Regions from separate parts of the Mus musculus genome. Here regions 1 and 3 are each linked to region 2. The links are chromatin contacts, called in public HiChIP or PLAC-seq and promoter capture Hi-C maps. All regions are on one chromosome and are shown on one strand. The core of a region is the stretch at or near the end of the contact, and the rest is flanking DNA. Distances in the headings are between cores, read along the strand shown.

What was found. Promoter capture Hi-C pulls out the DNA fragments that hold promoters and counts their contacts. HiChIP or PLAC-seq counts read pairs in DNA pulled down with a chosen protein or histone mark.
Region 1: an H3K27ac HiChIP or PLAC-seq map of embryonic stem cells shows a contact between it and region 2, with 5 read pairs. The contact joins the enhancer-like site here to the promoter of Rbl2 in region 2. A contact is called at or near these places in 3 of 39 promoter capture datasets (the C10 cell line and pre-B cells), 5 of 115 datasets of contacts at active chromatin or transcription factors (bone marrow-derived macrophages, embryonic basal ganglia, embryonic limb bud and 1 more) and 2 of 9 other capture datasets (adipose tissue and liver).
Region 3: a contact with region 2 is called in a promoter capture Hi-C map of the C10 cell line. The contact joins the enhancer-like site here to the promoter of Rbl2 in region 2. A contact is called at or near these places in 4 of 39 promoter capture datasets (the C10 cell line, the HPC-7 cell line, cranial neural crest and 1 more), 5 of 115 datasets of contacts at active chromatin or transcription factors (bone marrow-derived macrophages, double positive thymocytes, embryonic stem cells and 1 more) and 3 of 9 other capture datasets (adipose tissue, liver and pancreatic islet).

What each region holds. Positions count from the first base shown.
Region 1 is chr8:90,860,775-90,863,895 of GRCm38.p6, reverse strand. All of the region lies in intron 2 of Chd9 (chromodomain helicase DNA binding protein 9), which reads right to left. Among named protein-coding and RNA genes, the nearest start is that of Chd9, 34 kb to the right of the region's middle. RefSeq lists an enhancer at 406-2,925. Within about 2 kb of position 1,600, at least 152 of the 459 cell types and tissues checked have an H3K27ac peak or open chromatin away from gene starts, as enhancers often do. A contact at or near this core is called in adipose tissue, bone marrow-derived macrophages, embryonic basal ganglia and 2 more, where this site is marked.
Region 2 is chr8:91,068,573-91,071,796 of GRCm38.p6, reverse strand. It overlaps Rbl2 (RB transcriptional corepressor like 2), which reads right to left and starts at 1,740. Exons shown (of 22, transcript NM_011250.4): 1 at 1,391-1,740. The coding sequence starts at 1,621.
Region 3 is chr8:90,922,077-90,925,481 of GRCm38.p6, reverse strand. The region is part of intron 2 of Chd9 (chromodomain helicase DNA binding protein 9); the gene reads right to left. Among named protein-coding and RNA genes, the nearest start is that of Chd9, 95 kb to the right of the region's middle. Within about 2 kb of position 2,136, at least 12 of the 459 cell types and tissues checked have an H3K27ac peak or open chromatin away from gene starts, as enhancers often do.

The DNA of each region.
Region 1 (3,121 bases), core at 351-2,850, 210 kb after region 2:
AAAGTTATGATCTAGCTGAGGCTAGCCTTAAACTTACGATTTTCTTTTTTCTGCCTTCTAAGTCCTGGAATTACTGATATGCACCACCACGGCTGGCTACTGTATAATCCATTCAACAACTGGGAATTAGAGGAACTGAGACACGTGCACTATGCAGTAGAGATAGGATTTGAATCTGGTTTCCCTTCATTAGGAACCTTAGAAAGAGGCTGGAGTCTCCTACTTAGCTCAACCCGATGGAAAACAGAGCCCTGGCTCCCCTGAAGCCACAGGTAAGGATAGAGCTCTGGTGTTCTCAGTGCCATATACCCTTTCCTTGGAAGACAAGCACAAAGCCATATGACTTTGAAAATGGGATAAGACAATAGAATATTAGGGAGTTGCTTCAAAATAGCCCAGAGATAAAGGAAGTGGGCAGAGACACTAATGAAATGGACAGGTTAATAATAGTTGAAGCTACATTATAGGTTCAGCCATACTTGAGCATAGTTGATAATCTGATAATTAAATTCCTTTTGTTTGTTTGTTTGTTTATCTGGTTGTGTGTGTGTGTGTCTGTGTGTGTCTGTGTGAAGATCAGAGGACAATTTTTGGGGAGTTGGCTCTCTCCTTCCATGATGTGGGTTCTGGGGATTGGTGGCAAGGGCTTTTTACCAGCTGAACCATTTCACTGGCCCTATATCCTGTGTAAAATTTAAGATGTACCAAATAATTTAAATTTTCTTTGGAGACAAGGTTTCTCTGTGTAATAGCCTTGGCTATCCTGGAACTGGGCTTGTAGACCAGGCTGGCCTCCCACTCCCACTCATAGAAATCCACCTGTCTCTGCCTCCTGAGTGCTTGGATTAAAAGTATGCACCACCATGCCCATCTCCAAATAATTTAATTAAAAAAAAAAGTTTATGTATGTGTTTGGGTGCTTTGTTTGCATGTAACTCTGTGCACCATATGGAGGCCAGACTGGGTATCAATTCCCCTGGAAATGGAATTATAGATACTTGTGAGCCACCATGTGGGTGCTGGGAATCAAACCTGGGTCAGAGGAGCAACCAGTGTTGATAACCACTGAACCACCTAAGTTTGGAGATGGGAGCCCAGACTGGCTGCAGATTCCTGAGCTCAGTGACCTCTGGCTTTGGTCTCCCCCAAAAATTGCAACTACAGGCTCAGGTCATCATGACCTCCTATGATGAATACTTTTAATACAATGTTTATTTATTATAAAAAGCCTTTCTCACACATATTTTATAAACACCTCACCAGTGATACAGATACACACAGACACAGCCCCCCCCCCTCTCTCACACACACACACACACACTTTAAAGACAGCAAAACTGAAGCTCAGAGTGGCTAAGTCATTGACACAACACAGAATCGAGTTGAACCTTGGGATCCCAATTCCAATTACAAGATAAGTTGGAGGCAAGAGGCAGCTGAGGCGGTTGGTTTGAGCAGCCTGTGGTTGCTAGGGGCCATGTCATTACCCTGGGAGCCCCGCACTATCCACTTCTAAGCCCAGCTCCTAGGCAGCCAGGCCTCTGCTTAATTGGTATGGCACAGACCCCAGCGGGACCCCAGGGAGTCATTGAGTGCACAGTGGAAAGCGCCCAGCCACTGACTTCACGTGCTGCTTGGTAGTTAAGAAAACACAGTCCAGCCCAGCAGGCCCTAGACCCTTTCACAGGCATCTTGAGAGCTGCTGCCTGAACGAACATCTGGGTCTGATAAAGGGAGACCCACGTGGGCTTCCCTGCCCCCTTTCCCAGAGCCATTTCCGCACATACCCTTGAAGCTCTGCGCCTGTGGCTGCCCCGTTCTTTCCTTTCCCAAACATATGGATTCCCAGCTCCTATTTCAAACTGCAGCGCTGGGCTGCTGTAAACTCCCCCAAGCTCCCAATTTCCTTTTTCCATTGCTCATTCTTTCCCAAAGTGCTTGAAAAAAAAAAAAGCCCCCTTTTACCTCTGTTCCAGCTTCCCTGTTTGTGAAAGGAGGGCAGGGAGAAGAGCTGTCAATCACCAGGGTGACTGACAGGAGCTTCAACTCAACAAGCCTGAGAGATGGAGGTGCGTGGGGGTTGGGGGAACCTGAGGAACTCACCATGGGGAAAGCCTCGACTCCCCCAAATCATTCACGCTGCAGGAGGCCTGAGGCCCCGCCATCTGCTCCCTTCTGGCTGGCTGAAACTTCCCCTTTGAAAATCACTAATGAAAGCGGGGCGGGAGGGGGCACGGCGTGGGCACAGTTCCCAGAAGGTTACTGCTGAAGTGGGTGTGTGCCATTTGGGCAGCTAGGGGCAAGTCCTTGCCTGCTTCTTACCCTGTGGCCTTCTGCTGCTTCTTCTAATGGCAACTTTCCTCTCAAAGAAGAGAGAGACAGGTCTCTACTACAAGGCCAGACACATCAGCTGCGAGGGGGGATGGAAGACAGGATATACAAGCACCAGGGGCCTTAGGGACAGAAGGTATTCCTCCCAGACAGAGGTCAAGAGGCCTCAGATGCCCTTAGGGATCCAGCAGGCCATGTAAATGTTCTGGAGGGAGAGGGAAGGAAGGGATATAAAAGACAGAGTGCTGCAGTACTCTCAGCAAAGGCAGTGTGCTGGTTGGGTTATGACAACTGGACATAGACATATGTAAGAAGGGAATCTTATGTATGTATATATGTATGTATGTATCCATCAATCTATCATCTATATATCTATCTACCATCTATCTGTCTGTCTGTCTATATCTGTCTATATCTGTCTATCTATTTATCTATCTATCTATCTATCTATCTATCTATCTATCTATCTATCTATCTATCTATATCTACATTATCTTTTTTTTTTTTGATACAGGGTTTCTCTGTGTAGCCCTGGCTATCCTGGAACTCACTATGTAGATCAGGCTGGCCTTGAATTCACAGAGATCCGCCTGCCTCTGCCTCCCAAGTGCTGGGACTAAAGGCATGTACCACCACTGCCCAGCTCTATCTATTTTCTTTCTTTCTTTCTTCCTTCCTTCCTTTCTTCTTCCTTCCTTTCTTCTTTCTTTCTCTCTCTGTCTCTTTCTTTCTTTCTTTCTCTCTTTCTTTCTTTCTTTCTTTCTTTCTTTCTTTCTTTCTTTCTTTCTTT
Region 2 (3,224 bases), core at 491-2,990:
TGACTCCTCAGATGAGGCCTCCCCATTCCCAGGTGTGTCAAGTTGACAACTGAAGCTATGGCAAGGGTCAACTGGGCTAAGAATCGAGATTAAAACCTCACTAACCAATCCAAATAAGACATAAATAATAAACAAACAAATAAATAGAACGCCTCAGCCAAACAAGAAATAGTGACTATGTTTTCAAAACGATTTACTAGTCGAGCTGGCAAGGCTGAGCAGGTAAAGGCACTAGCTGACCAACAGATTTAACAGACTTGCAGTGATCCACGGGTGAAAAGATAGACTGACTCCCCAAAGCCGTCCTCTGACCAACACACACACACACACACACACACACACACACACACACACACACACACACTAATTTACTAAGCATCTGTTAAATGCCACTTGCATATGTGACACCAGGCTTCATATGACTTAGTCTGTGATTTGAAGTCTCTGCTATGTTATAATACTCATTCTTGCTAATTTACAGCGTCATCTCTAAGGTGAAGTAAGAATTCGTTTGGGAGTATTTGTGTCCTTCAAACCAGAAGTTCTCCTCTTTGCCTGGCTATCGGAAACACTGGGTAAGGAAGGCGGCTACGGTCTCTTCAGCCAGACTGCTTCAGTCTAGGAAATTTTCTGCACACATACACACATTGCTTTAGTTAAGCTTTAGGTAAGCACTTTGAAGTGGGCACAAGTAACAAAACTGCTCACACAACATAACTGAGTTTCACTGTGGTTAAAAACTTGTCCAGAGTCACTCAGACACAGGTCTAAAGCTGCCATGTTTCTTTTTTTTGTGAGTGTAACAAATGGAGAGAGGGGAATTCGATGTGTGTCGATTTTTAAAAAAATAGAAATAAACCGACTCAGAAGAATGGCACAAGTACATCCATATCATAGTTAAATAACACCTTGCTTAGCCTTCGGGTCGGGGGCCTCTTTGCTCTGCTACTTCGATAAGCTTCCATATATAAAATCAAAGGGTCATACGCACAGGCAGCTGAAAAACAATCCGGACTTCCGTGTCACTTCCCATTGGCCCATACAGGGGAGGTGCCTGCAGAGTTGACAGGCACTAGCCCGAATAGCCATTTTCGTCAACTGCAAAGCCCCGTCCCAAGAACGGAACATAACAAGCCTACACCTGGATGACAGCCAAAAAGAGTGCCCAAGTTCAGCAACAAATGTTGTGTGTCTACACCCGCTTTTCATCTGCCCGGGGGGTGGGGGACAATAAATCCTAAGCCATTCTCACACGTAAGCAAGCCTGAAACTTAATGAGTTTCCTCTGACGGCCGCAAAGCCAGGGGGAGGCAATGGTGCGGGGCAAACGACCAAGTGATCCTAGGGCCACCCCGAGTCCCCGATCTCCACGGAGGATCTGAGCACGCACCTCCAGCGTGTAGCTCTCGCTCATGCTGCGGTAGCTGCTCCAGGCCTCGGCGCGCGCCGCCTCGTCCATGTTGAGGCGGCTGCACAGCTCCTCGAACCGCTGCTGGATCTGATGGCTCGGGGACCCCGCGGGCTGCGCGCGATCCGCGGCGTCGCCATCCTCCTCCTCTTCCTCCGAGCTGGCTGCAGCAGCTGGAGGAGGCGGTGGCGACTGGTTGCCTCCAGATGCCATGGCGCACCCCGAGGCCGCGGCTCTTCAGATGCGCTCAGGGCCCGGGCCCGCAGCCATTCAAACCGCGAAGCGCCGGCCCGTCAGCAGCCTGTCCTGCTACTGTGCCGCCCCCAAAGTTCCTCAGTCCCATGCGGGCACCCGTAGGTCTGAGCACGGCCTGCTGGGAAATGTAGTCTCGGCCGGGATCTCAGGGAGACCAAAAGTCATGGAAGAAGAAAGCAAAAAACGAGCTGTGCATCATTTAGGGGTGAATGGACACGTCCTCTACCGTTTTAAAAAGCATCTCTCAATAGTGAGACCATTCAGAAGGCTCGTTTGAAGAGAAAAAGACCAAGAAATATCGACAGGATTTAGTATATAAGCCCTTTACACACATCCTCACCTAGAGGTCCTCAGATAGTAAAGCTAAAAGGTCCAAAGTAAAGATAATAGTTTGCCTGCCCTTTCTAGTCTCTGTTGCTGAGATAAACACGGACTGTAACCAACTCGGAGAGGAAAGGGCTTATTTCATTTTAGTCTTTACAGTTCATCATTGACGGAGGTTAAAGCAGGACGCTGCTTACTGACTTAGCTCCCCGTTGCTTTATCAGCTACTTTCTTAATACAACGCCACCCCCGCGGCCGCCACCTCCCTAGGCAAGACCCACAGGTCAATCCAACAGAGAGGATTCCTCAAGTGACACTCCTATGTCAACGCTATCAATGGCAAAGGTATATTGAGCTAAGAATTGATCTCACTTCACCAAACAAAAACAAAATAAAAAACCCTCAACCCTCAACCCTCAATCACACAAATAATCATGAATGTGTTTTCAAGAATAACTTAAAATGTATATTAGCTATCACATAACTGCTCCTAGATACGGCTAAAGTTTCTTACAGATAAAAGGAAGAGCGTAGAGCAGGGACATCTGAGTGAGTCCAGAGTGGACATGACCCTGAGCCACCTGAGGGAGGAGAGTGCGGGGAGGGGGCGCGGGAGGTGAAGGGAGAGAGGGGAGAGAGGGGAACCAGGTGCAGCAGCTAGAAGGCCCAAAGGTACACCGAGCTAGAAACTAAAATGTCTGGATTATATAGGAAAGCACAGCCCACCCCTTGAGCTGGAGAGTTTTGGGTAGGGGGCTGGCTATGGTAACAGGTAGAGGTTGAGGGCTACCAGGAGAACAGAGCAGCCAGGTCCTCTTTGATATGTTAAATAGGCACCTCAGCCTTTTGTCCCCGGGCTTGAAACTTTCCTATATTTATGATTTGAGGTGTTAAAGCTACCGAATCTCTAACTAAGCTTAGATATGAAGGGAATTTCAAAGAATTTGCTCACGGAAAAGAAACTTTTAAGGCACATTGCATGGGCTTAAGTGGTGAAGAGAATCTAGTGGAGATAAACACATTGATTGAAAAGGGCTGGGGAGATTCTCAGTGGCAAAAAAAAAATCCCTCACCTGAGATCAACCTGTATAACTCACATGTGTTGCGGGAGCAGGTGTTAAAAGCCAGGAATGGAGGGTTGGCTTGTAATCTCAGCAGCGGGGGGTGGGGTGGGGGGGGCGTGGAGGTGTGTGGGGAGGTGGAGGGGTGGGGGGGGGTGGAGGGGGGCGGGGGGGGG
Region 3 (3,405 bases), core at 887-3,386, 150 kb after region 2:
AGCTCACACCTATAATCCCAGCACTAGAAAACTGAGGCAGGATTGCTTCAAACCCCATTTGGGCTGCACAGTGAACTCTAGGCTATACCTTCCCCTGGCCATTCTGTCTCAAAAAAGAAGAAAAACCAACCAACCAACCAAACAAACAAACAAAATCCAACAAGTATTATGTGTGTGCTAATGGGGAATAAACTCAGGGACTTACTATATATGTAATATAACCACATTTCTAATTCTCTCTCTTTCTTTCTGTCTCTCTGTCTCTCTCTCTCTCTTTCTTTCTTTCTTTCAAACTTTTGAGACAGAATCTAAGCCACTCTGGCCCACCTTAAACTCAGGCAATCATGCCTCAGCCTTCTGAGTATCCAAATTATATACATGTGCCACCATGCCCACGTTATCTCTTGAAATCAGTTTTACACCCACTGTCTTCTTCTTTTTTTTTTCTTTTTCTTTTTTTGTTTTTTTTTTTTCAAGACAGGGTTTCTCTGTATAGCCCTGGATGTCCTGGAACTCACTTTGTAGACCAGGCTGGTCTCGAACTCAGAAATCCACCTGCCTTTGCCTCCCGAGTGCTGGGATCAAAGGCGTGTGCCACCTACCCGGCCCCACTGTCTTTTTATTTTTATTTTTTAGGTATTTTCCTCATTTACATTTCCAATGCTAGCCCAAAAGTCCCCCATACCCTCCCCCACACTCCCCTACCCACCCACTCCCACTTTTTGGCCCTGGCGTTCTCCTGTACTGGGGCATATAAAGTTTGCAAGTCCAATGGGCCTCTCTTTCCAGTGATGGCCGACTAGGCCATCTTTTGATACATATGCAGCTAGAGTCAAGAGTTCCGGGGTACTGGTTAGTTCATAATCCCCACTGTCTTCTTAAATTGACCCAAACAAAGGCATACTGATGCTCTCTTCACTGTTCACTCTTTACTCAATTATCTATCACCAGGATTTGTTACAGCTACTTGGGAGGAGTCTCCTAAATGCTTAATGACAAACAAGAAACTCACTCACTTTCTCCCTTTTCCTTAATGTTCAGTTTCAGACTCTATAAATGATTCTTTCCTCTAGAGCACCTTCCTAATGTTGCAACCCTTTAATACAGTTTCTTGTGTTGTGGTGACACCTGAATCATAAAATTATTTTTGTCGCTACTTCATAACTGTAATTTTGCTACTGTTGTGAATCATAATGTAAATATCTGATATGCAGGATGGTCTTAGGAGACCCCTATGAAAGGACTGTTAGACCGCCTACCAAGAGATCTTGATTCACCAGTTGAGAACTATTGACCTAGATGTTGGTAATACTTGAGAATACTCTCACCTCTAAATGTTGAGGGTACTTAGGGGTACTCTAATCTTTTTTCATTTCTGTCTCTATTGACTCTAAAGATACTTTTAACTAGTCTCATGAAGTTAAATGCCACATATGTTGGTAATTTCCAAATTTATATCTATTATATGTCTTATTTATATCTATTTAGATTTATAAATATATATTTGTATCTAGTTTATATCTGTTATATATTATATCTCCACCTCAAACCCATATAACCTAACAAATACTTGGTTTCTTCTCCCATGTATAGCTATGACACTAACCTTGTTATTTACTTGGCTGTGTTTCAACACAGTAAGCAGCAGGTGTGATCTCATGGAAGTTATTCAGGGTCACTTCGCTTAAAGTTCTTCAGTGACTCTGTATTACACCCATAATGAAAGTGGCACTCCCCATTCTGACTGCACTATAGTCCCCCCACTCCCACCTGAACAGCTCTCTGCCCTCTCAGCCTGCTCTCCTCTCTTGGTCACTCCCACTTGCTTTGGCCACAAAGCTAGTTGGTTCACTAAAAAGGCAGGTAAGGAGAGAGAGAGTGCCCCAGGAGGAAGCCTCCAATACCCTTCTTTCCAATGTTTCAAAGAAAAAGCAGGTTCCAGGACAGCCAGGACTATACAGAGAAACCCTTCTCAAAAAAACAAAACAAAACAAAACAAAGCAACAACAACAAAAGAAACCCCAAAAACAACAACAAAGAACAAGCAGGAACCTGGAAAACAGCCAGCCAAGGGTTTACAACTAAGAAACAGAAAGCAAATCCTTATCATTAAAGGAGATCCCTGTTAACACGTGCAAAGAGCAGTGGGAAGGTGTCTAAGATGAAGGAAGAGAACCTGGACTCAGCCACAGCACTAAAAGAGAAACAATGGAAAATGGGAGTCTGAACCCAAGCTAAAGAGGAGACTTCGGTGACCACTCAGAAGAAATGCAGACACTTCATAGGTGCTTAGAAAGAGGACTCAGAAATGAATGACCCCAGTCTCCAGAACATTTTGGAGCAAGACGTAAAATAATCTTATTTACAGATTTGCAATATCAAATGCTGAATATGTCTGCTGTTACACCACACACACACACACACACACATGGGGGGGGGTATGGGGGACGGGGACATAGATTTTGACCCTAAGAAAGTTACTGAATATAGCAGACAAATAATTAATAATATCTGTTAAATATGCTGAGGGAGCTAATAGCAACCATGGAAAGGGGACACAAAGTGACTAAAAACTCTCCAAACTAGATGAAAGACAAGAACTTTAAAAAAAATTTTTTTTTTTCAAGACAGGTTTTCTCTGTGTAGCCCCGGCTGTTCTGGAACTCACTCGGTAGACCAGACTGGCCTTGAACTCAGAAATCCGCCTGCCTCTGCCTCCCAAGTGCTGGGATTAAAGGCGTGCGCCACCAGTGCCTGGCTTAAAAATAGTCTTAAGTGTGCATGTATGGAGGTCTGTGTATCCTTACATGCAGAGTACACAAGGAGCCAGAACAGGACATTGGATCCCAGGGGCAGTAAGCTGCCTTGTGTGAGTGCTGGAAGCCACACTTGAGTCCTCTGAAAGAACAACACATGCTCTTAACTCCAATTCTGTTCCCAGCACCACATGGTGGTTCACAAGCATCTGTAAGTCCAGGACGGGATCCGATGTCCTATGCAAATGCGTATACGCAGGCAAAAGCCTTCTACACATTAAAATTTTTTTTAAAGAAAAAGATGGAGTCATGAACTTAGCACCATGGTAAAGGATGAGTGTCAGGACTTGGACAGTGTGATCGTTTTTTCCCTCTACAAAACACAATTCGTTATGTTCTAGAACTATATAACTGTTCTATGTATCCCTGAAATATTGATAATAATCTACTTTACTTATAATTTCAACTCTTTAATTCAAAAGTGGCCCTGAGAGATGGCTCAACAAATAAAGGGCACTTGATACCATGCCACTTGACTTGAATTCAGTACCAGAAACCACATAATGGATGGGGAGAATGGGTTCTAGAAGCTGACCTCTGACCTCCTCATGCGTGTGACGTGGCACCAATGCACCAATACTCTCTCTCT